Linked DNA regions of Sus scrofa: region 2 is linked to region 1. The links are chromatin contacts, called in public Hi-C maps. All regions are on one chromosome and are shown on one strand. The core of a region is the stretch at or near the end of the contact, and the rest is flanking DNA. Distances in the headings are between cores, read along the strand shown.

The links. A called contact is a pair of places that touch in the nucleus more often than the background predicts.
Region 2: a Hi-C map of epiblast stem cells shows a contact between it and region 1, with 2.2 times the contacts expected there. The contact joins the promoter of FAF1 here to the promoter of TTC39A in region 1. A contact is called at or near these places in 1 of 5 promoter capture datasets (fetal liver) and 1 of 47 Hi-C or Micro-C datasets (epiblast stem cells).

What each region holds. Positions count from the first base shown.
Region 1 is chr6:160,805,240-160,807,939 of Sscrofa11.1, forward strand. It overlaps TTC39A (tetratricopeptide repeat protein 39A), which reads left to right and starts at 1,395. Exons shown (of 18, transcript XM_021096670.1): 1 at 1,395-1,529. The coding sequence starts at 1,477.
Region 2 is chr6:161,172,492-161,175,191 of Sscrofa11.1, forward strand. FAF1 (FAS-associated factor 1) reads left to right here and starts at 1,424. Exons shown (of 19, transcript XM_021097816.1): 1 at 1,424-1,808. The coding sequence starts at 1,764.

The DNA.
Region 1 (2,700 bases), core at 145-2,644:
ACTGCCCAGATGATCATTGAGGCTTCTGCCCTCTGCTCTGCCCTGACCTCCCACTCCATGTCCAGTCCACCTGCAGACCACAGGCAAGGTGGAGAGGAACCACCAGATGGGGCTAACAGATCTGGTGTTAGGCTTGGTCTCAGGGAAGTCAGTTAACCCCTCTGAACCTGTTTCATCAACTGTAAAATGGGAGTATTTTAGTAAGATGAAATTAAATGAGAATGTGCGTAAAACACCTGGTTTAGGGCTTGTCACACTAGAATTAGTCACCACTTATTAGACACACAATTTGTGTTTCGCAAAGCCTAGGGTACAGACCCAGCCCAAAAGGAGACAGACATCGTCCTTGGTCACCTTGCCCCGCCCTGAATTCAGCCTCCATCCTCCCTCACAGATGCTTCCAGAGACCCCTGGATCCATCCTTCACGCTGGACCTGGGAGTGATCCTTCTCAAACACCTACTCAAGGGGTTCTCTTGCTCCTTGTGAGTCTCCTAGGAGAGCCTGCTGGACTGCACAGCTAGGGGCTCACCTTACTCCAGCTGATTCTTCTACTTGCTGGTTGTTTAAAATAAAAAGTTAAAATGGGAGCTCCCATGGTAGCTCAGTGGAAACCAGTCTGACTAGCATCCATGGGGACGCAGTTTTGATCCCTGGCCTTGCTCAATGGGTTAAGTATTAGGCATGGCCTTCACCTGTGGTGTAAGTCGCAGACGCAGCTTGGCTCCAGCGTTGCTGGGCTGTGGCGCAGACCAGCGGCTTCAGCTGCAATTCCACCCCTAGCCTGGGAACCTCCATATACCTCCAGAGAGGCCCTAAAAAGACCCCCCCCAAAAAAAAACTGCCCATAACCCTAGGTAAGATGAGGAGCTCATGCTCCTCCCACAGGGGTGCTGGGATCCAGAAGCCTGTGAAGAGGGCTATGTCCCAGTACCTTGCCTGGCCAGCAGCCTCCACTCCCAGGCCCAGGCAGCTCTTTTCTATCTTTCTGACCCCTCGCCTGTCCCTCCTCCTCTGTGCTCTACGCTTGAGGCCAGTCCCAAGCCCCTGATTCCAATCAGGTACAACCCTGGCAAGGCAGGAGGGAAGGGCGTTGATGACGCCACCATCCATAGATACTGAGGCCGGGCTCTACACTGGGAGTCGGGGGCGGGTGGGGAAGGACAGGTCCTGGTGCTGCCACTGGCCCTTTATGTGACCTGGGACAGATCCCTGGCGGTCCATGGTGGGCCTCAGTCTCTCCTTGTGTCTAAAGTGAGCCCCAAGGGCTCTGGACGGAAGGCGGACTGTCTTGGGATCCCAGGTCCGCTCCCGGGACAGACGCCCTTGCCAGGCAGGGAGGTGCTCGACCGCGGCGGGGCGGAGCCAAAGGTCCCGCCCCTCCCACCCCGTCCAGGTGCTGCCGCCCAAGCGGCCGCTGCCGCCGCTGCTGCCACGAGGGGCCGCCCGCGCCCCTCTCCGAGTCCGGCCCGCGTCCATGGCTTTTCTGACCGCTTGGAAGAGGGCAGCCTCCGGGAAAAGCGACCGCAGGTACCAGGCGGGGGCGGGGACTCGGCGGGAGGCGCGGATGGGACAAGGGCTGCTGGGGAACAGCCGACGCGAGGGGCAGCTGAGGGGACACAGCTGGAGAGAGCAGCGTGCGCGCTGCTGGGCGCGGGGTAACGGCCGGAGCGTCCGGGGTGAGGCAGCCCGGCTCCTCTCACCCGCCACGTGTCCCCTGCTCGCGCGTTATGGGCCGGGGGGTGGGGGTGACGAAGTAGGGCCCCACCCCAGCCCCCTCCGAGACCCGCTTCCGCAACTTGTGGGCCACCTGCGAGGGCAGCTCAGGTGAGCTGGATCTCGGGCGAGCTGGGAGTCAGGTTTGGGCAGCTGCATCTCCCCGCAGCAGTGCCGCTCACGCACCTGGTCCTCCCCAGCGCAGCCTGAGCAGAGATATGGGCACTCCCTGTGCCTGGACAGGTGAAGGCAGACACGCTAACAACCCCCACTCCGCCCTAGGGATTGTCCACATCTGGGGCAACAGTGCGGAGGGAAATCCTGGGTCCCAGTGCCCGTCCATGGTGAAAATGTGTGACAGCTCCTCCAAGGTCAACCTTTCAGGGATGTGTCATTGCTTCCTGTGTGTCAACTCCAATTCCCCGCCTGTCCCCAGCTCCCGAGTGAGTTGGTGTCTCCAGATGAGTTCCCATGAAAAAAGGAAAAGGGGACAGCCCTAATCTCTCCTTGTAGCTTTGACACCCCCCCCCCCCAGTTCCTTTCCTTTATATATTTAAAGGTCATCCTGCTTCTCCCTGGAGAAGAGCAATCTGACTGCCCTCCCAATGCCCCCATCTGACTGTCCTATGAGCACATCGCACTTGGCAAGCCCCAAATTAGACTGCACATCTTAGACTTCACATCCAAACCTGTTCCTCCTCCTGTATCCCCATGTCAGTGAATGGCATAGTCATCCACCCAGTTGCTCAAGCCCAGAACCTGGGAGTCATCCCTCTCACCTCCCTCCCTCACCTCCACCCTGGTCTCCAAGTTGTGCTGACTTTATCTTTTTGATGTCTCTCAGAGCTAGCTGTTCATGCCCCATGGACTATTGCAGCAGTGTCCAACTTTCGCATTTCCTCCTGTCTCTCCCTTTCTAGGCATCCTTTCGTCTGGTCTTTTCTAAAGCACAAACCAGTCCGTGTCATTTTTCTGCTTTAAAACT
Region 2 (2,700 bases), core at 174-2,673, 370 kb after region 1:
AATGACATATATGAATGGGGCAACCGAATTGCCACACTTAAGCTGCTGGTACTATGTTTCACCTCATGTCACATTGGTGCTGTGTTTTGGAATTACTTCCTTAGGGATGCCAATTGACCAAGACCCTTAAATTCATGTGATTATAGAGGGTTCTATTCCTTATCTACCTAATTCTGGTCTAAATACAGATTATCACATGAGAGTGTATTTTCATATAAAGAAAAAAACCCGCATAAACCTATGTCTTTAAACATCATAGTGCTTTTGTGTTCAGGAAATACAAAGACCTAGGCCTTGATTCTCTATGGTGATTTCATTTGTATCTATTTTATCTCTACAGCACAACATCTGCAATCTTCTTCACACTCTGAGGATTTTACGAACTTTCCAAGACAAATACATGCTCTATTACAGTCCAGAAGATGATATTTTCTCAAGTCAAAGTGGACATATTCCATTGTCACTCTTCCTCCAGGCGGGATAATTACAAACCATCACACTTACTTGTACATAGTCTGGCTATTCTTTTTTTTTTATTATTACTCAGTGGATTTTATTACATTTATAGTTGTACAACGATCATCACAACCAAATTTTATAGCATTTCCATCCCAAACCCTCAGTGCATCCTCCCACCCTCCAACCTGTCTCATCTGGAAACCATAAGTTTTTCAAAGTCTTTGAGTCAGTATCTGTTCTATTCTTGACTCAAAGCCTGATTATATTTTTCTCGGGGTCCATGTTCTCACCTTTCTCGGCTTCCCTATCTGCCCCGTGACCACCGTGGGAGTCTGGTTACTTGTTACTCCTTGTTACTGAATGTCTGAGGATGCAAATCATCAGGGGACTTGGGTCGAATGCGCCAGTGTGTTAAGTGGGTTTTGATAGGTTGAGCGTAAAAGACTGTACAAGAAGTTGTATTTAGGTGAAACTTTGTTAGAGAAAATGTACATTTATGAAATGCTGTTTTTAGACGAGTTGTGACAGTGTGCAGAGTTGATTTGTATGTGAGAGAGGCTTGATGTTTGTGTGACTATATAACCACGTAAAGGCGCAGAATCTGATTCCCGCTCCAGCCAGTGGGAGGAGGTACCGAGGCCTTTACTTAATTCAAACCGGAATAACCTGTTGCGGGACTCCGAGCTCCCGCAGTTGCAGGTCAGCGTCCCAGCCCGCAGCGCGCGGATCCCCGCCCGGTAGTCGTGCGCCCAGCGCTTGACAGGAGGGCAGTCACGTGGCAGCCGCAAAGCGGCGCTTTGCGACCTCGATGACAGGCAAAATGTGCGACAGCCTTGGCGCTGGCCAACCAGGGGCGGAGGCGTGGGCCAGGGAGGAAGCGGAGGAGGCGGAGGCGGCCGTGGCGTTCGCCCGCCTGCTGGTTCGCTCGCTTTCCCCGCCCCCGCCGTTCTTGCCGCCGCTCAAGGGAGCCGGGTGCGCGCTGTCGCAGCCCTCATCCTGGCCGGCGACAGTAAGCCTGGACCCACATCCCTCCCAACCTCCCCGTCCCGGCGGCTGCTGCACGGGCTCCGCGGGCCGCAGGCGGGCGGCCCAGGCGCCTGAAGGTTACCGAGTGCATGAACGCCTAGCCTCCCGCGCTGCCCCGCCCGCCGGCCCGCCGGCCAGCCCGCCCGCTCGTCCGTCCGCTAGCCCGCCAGCCCCTCGGAGCCCGGCGGCGGCGGCGGCGGCGGCGACGGCCGCAGGAGGCGCCGTCTCCCTCCCAGGTGCGCGCTTCGTTCCCGGAGCCGCGGAACTCGGCGGCCGCCATGGCGTCCAACATGGACCGGGAGATGATCCTAGCGGATTTTCAGGTGAAATATCAGGCCCAGTTACCGTCCCACCTTCAACCTCGTGGGTTCCCAGTGCCCAAAGGGTGGTCTCTTCCCAGCATTTGTTTGAGCACTGCAGTGGTGTGTGTTGTGGGTTTTTATACGGTGCGTGGCTTGAGGTCTGTGTTTGTGTGTCTGTGTGTGTGTCTGGTGTGAACTATTGGGGAACGTGTAATTCATGTTATATTGGGGGCGTGTAAGATGTGTTATACATGACATGAATGAGATTTGTGGGGTGAGGGGGTGTTACGTTGGCTTATTTTGTGTGTAGATTGTGTGGTTTTTCCTGTATTATATGAGGAATGTGTAGAATTTGAGGGTATTAACTGTGGGGCTTATTATGAGGTGCTTTGGGTGAGGAGTTTTAGGTTGTTTATGAGAGTGTGCAGTATGGAGTGTGGGTGTGGTGTTGTGGGTGTGGTGTATTAAGGGGAAAGTAAAAGATGATGAGATGGTGAGGGTATGGGGCATTGTGGTGGTTTTAGGGAGAAGTAAACATTTGAAACTTTGGAATAAACATTGGAATCTTTTGGGGGGTAGGAGGATGAGGAGGAGACAAATAGACTGTATATCAAACTATCTTTGCAGTGAATTTACAAGTCCAATAAATTACCAGTTTGTATGTGTGGATTCCTTTCCTCTACAGATTTGAATTACTTGGTTGGTGTCCTTTCTCTAAGAATATAGATGATAAGCAAAGATAATTCCTTACCGAACCCAACTCTAGTGACACTGGTATATAAGTATTTTAGGGAGGCCCTTTGGAAGTAGAGCTATGTGCTTCATGAAAGACTTGGATTTAGAACTAATATCCTGTAAACACTACCTTTTCCTTTGGGTGAAGAAAACATTGTAATGAGATATTTTTAACCAT